2 separate regions of the Triticum aestivum genome follow, and region 2 is linked to region 1. The links are chromatin contacts, called in public Hi-C maps. All regions are on one chromosome and are shown on one strand. Each heading gives the region's core, a stretch centred on a gene start, on an enhancer-like site or on the middle of the called end of the contact. The rest is flanking DNA. Distances are from core to core; before and after follow the strand shown. Region 1 has its middle 17 kb from the start of LOC123053118. Region 2 holds the start of LOC123053120 (violaxanthin de-epoxidase, chloroplastic).

Region 1 (5,228 bases), core at 1,801-4,300:
CTCGTATGACTACCTACTCTCCGCTGCCCACTCCACTTCTGCAAAGAATGCTTTTATGTCTCCTCGTAGTATGACCGCTTGCTTCCACACACGGCCCTCTCGGACGATTGCATGTAGAATCCTGTTCTTTGAGGGTGTGGCTCCGTCGAAAACGGTAGAGTTGCGGTGCTTCCATAGTTGCCATAGCCCTAGGATGATGATTGCATTTGCATCCCTCTCGGCTTGTCCTCTTCCTCTCTTGTCTTGACACTATGCACTGAGGCTTTCGGTCGCAGTAGGTACCCACTCCGGCTTGCGTAAGGGATGGCAGATCGCGGTCCACACTTCGCGTGCGACGACACACTGAAGTAGAATGTGCTTTATGCTCTCCTCTTCTTGGTTGCACATTGGGCAGCAATCTTGATGGTGAAGTCCACGTCTTGTCAGCCGATCGGATGTCCAGCACCTGTGCTGGATCGCGAGCCATGTGAAGAAGCGACAGGGCGCCGGTGCCTTGGATTTCCAAGTGAATTCGGCTGTGGGGACGACCTGCTTGCCCGAGAACTTGGCTGCATAGGAAGTCCTCGCTGAATAGCATCCGCTTGCTTCCCATGACCAAGAGATGATATCGCACTGCGTTGGGTCAAGTTCGACCCTTTGGATCATGCTCCACAATTGTAGGTACTCCCGTAACGAGTCAGCTGATACCTCCGGGCTCACTTGGGCGACCCAACAGTCGTTCAGAAGCGCCTGGGATACGGTGTATGTGCTTCTTATTCTCTTCCTGACTCGCCCATAGGTCAAGGGTGCAATCTCCATGATCCGGTGTCCTTCGAGCCATCTATCCTCCCAAAAGAGTGTTGCATTTCCATCTCCTAGGATCCAGTGAGCAGCCGCGTTGAAGATTTGCCTTGAAGCTTTTGGCACAGCGATGTCAAATTCTGCCCATGGTCACGATGTGTCTGATCGTTGCAACCAAGGCCACCTTGTCTGCACAGCTTTGTTCATCCATCCTAGGTTGGGTATGCCTAGTCGACCCGCCCATTTGGGGGCGCATACAGTTTCCCAAGCGACCGCGCAGCTGCCGCCGGACGAGTTTGCCTTAGCGCACCATAGGAAACTGCGACAAATTCTGTTCATTGCTGAAATTGTCTTCTGCGGGAGGTCGAGCGCCATCATCGCATGTAGCGGGATCGCACATAGCACAGATTGAACAAGAAGCATTCTTCCACTCTTTGGCATCTTTGCTGCTTTCCACTTTAGCAACGCCGTCGCGAGTTGATCCACAAGGCCTGATAGCCGTACATGGGACTGCTTCCTCAGCGTGAGCGGCAGCCCAAGATATTTGCATGGGAAGGCACCCCTCGGGCATCCAAGTGTTCGCTCCACAGTTTCCATGATCTCAGCAAAGCATCGTATAGGATAGACAGCGCTCTTGGCAAGGTTGACGCGAAGGCCTGATGCCTCTCCAAACAGAGTAAGAAGTGAGGCGCATGTGTTCAAATCCCGCTCGTTTGTCTTGAGGAAGATCATTACGTCGTCGGCAAACATCGAGAGGCGGTGGTGCAGCCCTGTTCTTGCAAGCGGAGCGAGCAGTCCCCTAGCGGTCGCGAGCTCAAACATGCGGTGCAAGGGCTCCATGATAAGAATGAACAGCATTGGGGATAGTGGGGCACCTTGCCTCAAGCCCACGGTGTTGTAGATTGGCCGTCCCGGCGTACCGTTGACCATGATCCTTGTTGATGTGCTTGCCAGCATCCCACAAATCCACATGATCCATCGCTCCCCAAATCCAGCCTTGCGTAGTACTTCTAATAGGAAGGGCCATTGCACCGAGTCAAACGCTTTTGATATGTCAAGCTTGAGCATAATGGCTGGGTCCCGTAGGGCGTGGAGCCTTCGTGCCGTGCATTGGACGAGAATGAAATTGTCGTGGATGGATCGCCCATGCACGAAGGCCCTTTTCCATATATCAGAATACAAAGTTCAACTAGGCATCAATGCTAGATGAATTATGCGATGACACCGCCGATGAATGTCATCCCTCAATTGAGCGAGACGACGGACCTTGGAGGTGAAAGGATAGTCCTTGCAAAGGTGGGCGGCAGATTCAAGATGGCCCAAGGCATAGATGGCGGGACGAGTCGTGTGAGGAGAACTACCACACATGCCTAGAGAATTATGTGTATGCAGAGCATGAGAAGAGTGCAATTCGGATCTCTACGAGTGCTTTTCATACCTTTTTCGTTGAGAAGTTGGAGTAGGTTCCAAAAAACTGAGCCTTGTATACTGAGTTGGTAGAATATCTCACCTTTTGGTCAAAGCAGTTTGACTCTCGTGGAGTAAAGCAGTTGGCCACGAGCTTGCATGCAAAATGTCGGACATCCTATGGATGAGCACGACGGGTTGATAATCGCCGGCTCCAACGGCTTCAACCATTTTGAGACAAAGGATGACGCTGACAGAGTTAATGACTCGGTTATGAAGACGAGAAAATGAATCCCCGATATTGCCACGTCAAACTAAAACTCGCTCCAATACTAATAATCGTCGTCATGTGGTCTACAAATCTAGATATAATTATTTTACTTTTGTTGTCCTTTGTAAAGAAAAAAACTAAAACCTGATTGACCGTAACAATTTTTTTGCAGGAAGGAACATCATTTTCTTAGACAAAATTGTTTTGAATTATTTTGTCCAGTCAAAACACTGGCATGTTTTCCCCGCAAAATAAAAACACCCGTATCTTTAACATCTTGCTGGCTCTTTGCAAACTAAAGAGGTTGGGTCAACGTCGATTTTCTCATAGTATAAACTATCCTGATCAATCAGGGAACTACTTTGGACTAAAACCATGGCAGCAACCAGTAATTATTAAACAGAGGTTAATGTAAAAAAACATCGATTTTTTAGCTGCAAAAAAGAAATGTCAAAAAACATTATGTATTTTGATACGAAGGGAGTAACGTAAAGTCTAAAGTATCCATGTATGATGAATCGGTTCCTAGGACGTACCCAGGATCGAAAGAAGCGTGGCATACCTCATGACAGCTGACCTGGGTGGATGCTATGGTATGGACATGTACGGTCGTTCAAAGCTTGGAAATACGGTCAACATACACCAGTTTGGTCCGGGTCTAGACTGAACGAAGAAAAGAAAATACTACTATGTGCAAACCCTTGTGCTCGACCAACTAGCTAGTCATATAACTCATCTAAACAAAGCTGCCGATGACCATTTTGTCCTCTGGGAGAAACGCACGTGCACACACTATAGAATCTTCCGCCCTGCTGGCTGCTGCGACTATATACGTAGTATTAATGAACGAATACTGTTTAAGCCAAGATCAGAAGGTCGACCGCGGATGGCAAATAAAAGCCGGGGAGCATGTGGATGCGCCGCTGCTGGCGACTTGACTTTGACTGTGTACGTCCGTCCGTCCGTTCGAAATTATGTAGGGCGTGTGATCATGCACGCATGCCAACTGCGATCAAGTCATCAAGGCGTGTAATCATGAAAGAAACACCACCGACGGGCGATGGAGTCGTTTCCCAACATCACAAACCATGCAACGAGTGATGCGTTTCGAATTGAGCACTGTGGAAATCTATCGGTACAGTGGCAACTTCAAGCGATAATTGCATCATAATCAGTTATTGTTTGCATCATTATGTGGGTCTTTTCATGTGTTAACTCAAGTTTATTCTAAAGATCTCGATGAGAAATAAGAAAAAAAATGCAATCCAAATGATACTACTAGCATACTGGGGAGGCAGATCCTCTCAATGACAAATATCAAGCAAAGTAGTTTAATCTTCCTCCATTCACAAATATAAGATGTTTTGAATATTTCAATATGGCCTACGCACGGACTGAAACGAGTGAACAAACATCCTAATACGTATCTATATACATTCGGTTCACCAAAAAGTTAGAACATCTCATATTTGTGTGTGTGTGTGTGTGGGGGGGGGGGGTGGTATCTTTTTGTTGTGTTAGATATTTTCTAACGTTTATTTCTTGGCACACGACCTTCACAATAATTTCAATTGGCAACCCATTTAGCATGAATATGGTACGTAACATCTGTTGGGGAACGTAGCAGAAATATAAAATTTTCTACGTATCACCAAGATCAATCTATGGAGTCATCTAGCAACGAGAGAGGGGAGTGCATCTACATACCCTTGTAGATCGCGCGCGGAAGCGTTCAAGAGAACGGGGTTGATGGAGTCGTACTCGTCGTGATCCAAATCACCGATGATCCTAGCGCCGAACGGACGGCACCTCCGCGTTCAACACACGTACGGAGCGGGGACGTCTCCTCCTTCTTGATCCAGCAAGGGGGAGGAGAAGTTGATGGAGATCCAGCAGCACGACGACGTGGTGGTGGAAGTAGCGGGATCCCGGCAGGGCTTCGCCAAGCGCAAGTGGGGAGGAAGAGGTGTCACGGGAGGGAGGGAGGCGCCAGGGCTTGGGGTGCTGCTCCCATGCGCCTCCCCACTATATATAGGGGTGGAGGGGGCTGGTTTCTTGCCCTCCAAGTCCCATTGGGGCGTTGGCAAAGGTGGGGGAAAGAAATCCCATCATTTCCCTTCCCCACCGATTGTTATCCCCCCCTTTTTAGGGATCTTGATCTTATCCCTTCGGGATATGATCTTATTTCTTCTAAGGTGGGATCTTGGTGCGCCTTGACCAGGGGTGTGGGGACTTGCCCCCACTACCCACGTTCATGTGGGTCCCCCCATGCAGGTGGGCCCCACTTCGGAACCTTCTAGAACCTTCCCGGTACAATACCGAAAAATCCCGAACATTTTTCGGTGGCCAAAATAGGACTTCCCATATATAAATCTTTACCTCCGGACCATTCCGGAACTCCTCGTGACGTCCGGGATCTCATCCGGGACTCCGAACGACTTTCGGATTTCCGCATACTAATATCTCTACAACCCTAGCGTCACCGAACCTTAAGTGTGTAGACCCTACGGGTTCGGGAGACATGCAGACATGACCGAGACGACTCTCCGGTCAATAACCAACAGCGGGGTCTGGATACCCATGTTGGCTCCCACATGTTCCACGATGATCTCATCGGATGAACCACGATGTCGAGGATTCAATCAATCCCGTATACAATTCCCTTTGTCAATCGGTATGTTACTTGCCCGAGATTCGATCGTCGGTATCCCAATACCTTGTTCAATCTCGTTACCGGCAAGTCACTTTACTCGTACCATAACGCATGATC
Region 2 (5,228 bases), core at 757-3,256, 37 kb after region 1:
ATAGACTCGAGTACTACAGCAATGGTATAATTTCAGAGTGTGGTGGGGACTTGGGAGGGATATACCAGTCATCTTGATAGTGCAGGTACTCGTTGTCATGGTTATACAATATTGCTGGTTGTGAGGGATCCTGCACGAACCGCTGCACGGCCCCCCTGGTGAAGAAGCCGGAGTCGGGGGTGGGAATTCTCCATGCCAAATTTGCAATAAGTCTGTCTCCCTCGAGACGAAACTCGTGAAGCTGGCAATCGAACGTGTCAAAAGTAGGATTTAGGCCACTTGAAATGTACCACTTGCCTCTAAAATCTGCCATGTTGAAGTTCTTGACAAGGGCAGATGGATCAGGGACGGGGAACTCCCCAACATCAGACTTTTTGGGGACACATTTTTTGCGTGAAACGGCGCACTCGTTGAATTCATCGACCACGCTGTTCTCGAACAGATCGCCACATTTGATCTATGGGATGACAAAGCACAAGAAAATGTTAACTTTTTTCCGAGACATGGAGCTGGATCCATGGTTCTGGAACACTGAATTACCTGGCATTCAGTCTCGTCAGGTCGATTGTTGCATGTATTTAAGCATGCCACATTTGCTGCACATGATGGGTTGGCTATGCATTTTGCCAGCTCGATCCTGAAATTGTTATCATTTTGGTTTAAGTGCGGAAAACATGAACATAACAGATCTGCATAACTTAATTGTTCTTTCTAGTATGGAAACAAGAAATTTGGGTTGAATTCAACAGAATAAACCGTATTGCGACATATTCCGGCTTGTGTAGGGTCACACCTGCATTCCTTGAGCAGGCAAGTGCATGTCTTGAGAGCATCAGTGGCACCGGCAGAAGGGACTAGCAGAACCACACATGCCGCCAGCCCTGTCACCGAGACCAGTTGCAGTTTGCTCCAGCTCTTGATGGCATTGAAAACATCTGGTACTTGAAGCAATGTGTGTACCTTAATCTGTCAAATGCAAAAGAGAAACAAAATCATGTTGCTTTGTTTGTTTGTTTCCTTAATAAAAAAAGGGAAACGGAAAAGCATCATGCCTGTCTCAGCAGCATAACAAGAAGGGAAGCAAACTTGTTATTATCAAGAAACGAGCAATCAGCAATCACCTCGGACAATCGAGCGGTGCTTATTTGCAGGTGATCGGTCCTCCATAGGCTAGCCCTGACGCAACACCGGTGGAAGCTGAGGCCGGTGCGGCTCCTGCTGGCTGCACCTCTGGAGCCGGGACCGTGGAGAACGCTGGAGGAGGAGCCTTCGGCTGGGAAGACGTGTTTAAAGCACTGCCGCGACAACATTTGCGCAGCAGTCTGCGTATCCAGAGAAAAATTTAAATTTCAGTATGCCAGAAAACACACTGCAAAGAACCTACGTGCATCAGACTGGACGATAATGAAACATAAAATTACAATTCTGAAGACAAGATCCCTCATCTGTTCCATAAACAATTGGTTACGTTTTAGTGCTGGAGATTGCACAAGAACAACTAACTCTACCACTGGTCATTTTCAGAAATAGCAAGAAGAAGAAAAAGTCCCCAACTCAGGCGGTAAGCCCGGAGCCAAGGAATCAAGCACTTATCCAAACCAGATTTCTTTCCGGGAGAAAAAAGAAATCCACGGCCAATCGAATCACTCCCAAAATTAAGCTCGCCTGCGAAAGTAGGAGATGCGGAAATGGCAAGAGAAGGCAGGCGAGAGGGCGGCGGGGAGAGGAGGCCGAGAAAGAACCTGAGCCGCCGCCGCCGTGACGCCGAACAGAGCGTAGGAGACGGAGATTGGGATAGTGTGGATGGATGGATAACACGGTGAGGCAAGCTTGGCTATGCGAAGAAGCGCGCGGGAGCGGGTGGGAATGGAGTGGAGAGACGTGGCCGACGTGTGCCGCGGAGCACCAGAGGCACAGGCCGGGTGGAGCTCCGATCCGATAAGCGCAAGCGGGTCTGTCAGATCCCAAGATCGATCAGGAACGATGTTTTTTCTCTCTCGAATACACACAGCATGCTTATCATATCATAGTATTAAAAAGAGAAAATGGAAACAGAGACCAGTGTAAAAGCTAGGATTTGGAAAAGTGCACAACACCTAATACGGGTGTGGCTATATATATATATATATATATATATATATATATATATATATATATATATATATATATATATATATATATATAGTGTTACTATTCATCATCCAGGGTGCAGAATAAATTATTCTTCACCCGAGGTAATCTTACGATCATTTCATAATTAAATTACGTTTGGAATTCAAATAGTTACATTCTTATTGATTCACTACGTAAAATTTGGCATAAAAAATAAAAATATAGGGCATAAGACAAGAAAATTTGCAGTTTATGTGTATTTTACACTATGTTTTTACGTTTGTAATTTTACATAACATAAAATATTTTTTACGACGATTATATATTTTCTTACGGTCTCTTTTTACGTCAGAAATAAGACAAAACTTACTAAACGTAAAATTACGATGCATTGATGGTAAAATAAAGGGGGGTGAAGAATAACTATTCCTCGCCCAGGGTGACGACATGTACAAATACAGGCTACAAAGATATACACAGAAACTACTTATAAACATTATCTAACACCCTCCCTCAATCTTAATTATGGGTTGAAGTACAAAGTAAGTTAAAATTGCGCCTACAACCTTCAAACTGTGGTTGTGGAAGTGGTTTCGTAAAGATGGCAGCAAATTGATCTTTAGAGGAGATGAACTTGATATGAAGAAGATTCTCTGCAACACGTTCCCTCACAAAGTGATAGTCAACTTCTATGTGCTTCGTACGAGCATGAAAAACTGGATTAGATAAAAGATACGTCGCGCCAATATTATCAAACCAAAGAACTGGTGGCTGCTCTTGAGAGACTCCCAACTCTCTCAACAGAGACTGTACCCAAATAAGCTCAGTTGTGGCATTGGCAACTGCCTTGTACTCTGCTTCAGTGCTACTCCGAGATACTGTTACCTGCTTGCACGCACTCCAGGCGATCAAGTTGCGACCAAAGAAGACAACATAGCCCCCCGTTGGTCACCGTTCATCCAGGCTCCCAGCCCAATCTGCATCAGAGAACGCCGAGAGAGCACTCGAGGAGGTAGACCGAAGATGCAAGCCATAGGAGACAGGATGAGAGATGTAACGCAGTATACGCTTCGCAACTGACCAGTGTGAAGTCTGAGGAGCATGAAGATACTGGCACACACGGTTGACCGCATAGGAGATGTCCGGTCGTGTGATAGTCAAGTACTGCAAACCACCAACAATATTGCGGTACTCTGTAGCATCATCAGAAGGAAGCAGGCACCATCCAAGGCCGAGAACCGACCAGTCGTAGACATAGGGGTGGTAGCATGCTTGCATTGCAACATACTAGCATGTCGCAGTAAGTCCAGCAGGGGACTGTGAAACCTCCAGACCAAGGAAGCAATGAAGAGCACCCAGATCCTTGACAGCAAAATGACCACCCAGAGCAGACAGCAGACGACCAGCGGCATTCACTGAGGAGCTGATAAAAATAATGTCATCAACATAAACCAGCAGGTACATAGTAACCTCAGGGCGATGGAGCGGGAACATAGACATGTCAGCAGTGGACGGAACAAACCCAAGACGTCGAAGAACCGAGCCAAGTCGGGCATGCCATGCACGAGGAGCCTGCTTAAGTCCATAAAGCACATTAACAAGACGAAACAAATGATGTGGACGAGCAGGATCAACAAAACCTGGAGGTTGCCGCATGTAAACCTCTTCCTCCAGGACCCCATGGAGAAAATCATTCTAAACATCAAGCTGACGCAGATACCACCCTTTGGCAACAACCAAGGACAGAAGCAGACGAATGGTGGTAGGTTTGACAACTGGACTGAAGGTATCCTCATAATTAATACCATATCGTTGTTTAAACCCTTTGGCCACCAACTGTGCCTTGTATTGCTCAATAGAACCATCAGCATGTTTCTTTACCTTAAACACGCACTTGGAGTCAATGATGTTGACACCAGACACAGGAGGAACCAAACGCCAAGTATCATTCCTCTGTAGTGCCTGAAACTCCTGCTCGATGGTACTATGCCAATGAGGAATCTGAAGAGCCGCCTGAAAATGCCGAGGCTCAGTAGTGGGGTCAGCATCTGTCTGTGCCATACACGCCGCATCCCATGCAACCGTGCCGTCAGTGCGCTCCTTCGGCCGAACAATACCACTCCGACTGCGCGTACGAGGACGCAGAATAGCGGTAGGCGGTGGAAGTGGCGGCGGAGACAGAGTGGATGAAGATGGCAATGACGACGCAGACCGCTCTCTAGGTGCAGAGTCGGTCGTGCCAGGCGACCAACATGGCGAGGAAGGCGTGGACGCCGGCCCAGCAACCGCGGGCGGGGACGCTGGCTCAGCCCCCGCGACAAAGGCTGGTGCGGGCAAAGCTGGCTCGACTAGCTCGACCGGCTCAGCCGGCTCGGCCAGCGCGTGGCCAGCCCCATGCGGGACCGAGGTGTTAGGGCCCAGCTCGGCCAGCACCGTCGGTGAGCCAGGGGACGGAGGGCGGATGACCCACAAGTATAGGGGATCAATTGTACCTCTTTCCGATAAGTAAGAGTGTCGAACCCAACGAGGAGCAAAAGGAAATGACAAGTAGTTTTCAGTAAGGTAATGGCTGCAAGTGCTGAAATTGTAAGTAGCGGAGTAGTTTGATAGCAAGATAATTTGTAATGAGCAAGTAACGATAATAGTAACAAAAGTGCAGCAAGGTAGCCCAATCCTTTTGAGACAAAGGACAGGCCAAAGCGGTCTCTTATAATAAGCAAAGCGTTCTTGAGAGTACACGGGAATTTCATCTAGTCACTTTCATCATGTTGGTTTGATTTGTGTTCACTACTTTGATAATTTGATATGTGGGTGGACCGGTGCTTAGGTGTTGTTCTTACTTGAACAAACCTCCTACTTATGATTAACCCTCCCGCAAGCATCCGCAACTACGAGAAAAGTATTAAGAATAAATTCTAACCATATCATTAAACTTTTGGATCCAATCGGTCCCTTACGAAATAGTGCATAAACTGGGGTTTAAGCTTCTGTCACTCTTGCAACCCACCATCTAATTGCTACTCCACAATACATTCCCTTAGGCCCAAACATGGTGAAGTGTCATGTAGTCGACGTTCACATGACACCACTAAGGGAATAACAACATGCATATTATC

Evidence for each region. A called contact is a pair of places that touch in the nucleus more often than the background predicts.
Region 2: a Hi-C map of leaf shows a contact between it and region 1, with 3 times the contacts expected there. The contact joins the promoter of LOC123053120 here to the enhancer-like site in region 1. A contact is called at or near these places in 4 of 5 Hi-C or Micro-C datasets (leaf and root).

What each region holds. Positions count from the first base shown.
Region 1 is chr2D:353,267,926-353,273,153 of IWGSC CS RefSeq v2.1, forward strand. No RefSeq gene overlaps it. Among protein-coding and RNA genes, the nearest start is that of LOC123053118, 17 kb to the left of the region's middle. Within about 2 kb of position 3,051, at least 1 of the 8 cell types and tissues checked has an H3K27ac peak or open chromatin away from gene starts, as enhancers often do. A contact at or near this core is called in leaf, where this site is marked.
Region 2 is chr2D:353,306,072-353,311,299 of IWGSC CS RefSeq v2.1, forward strand. It overlaps LOC123053120 (violaxanthin de-epoxidase, chloroplastic), which reads right to left and starts at 2,007. Exons shown (of 6, transcript XM_044476522.1): 1 at 1,743-2,007; 2 at 1,122-1,322; 3 at 794-966; 4 at 541-637; 5 at 66-457. The coding sequence starts at 1,310.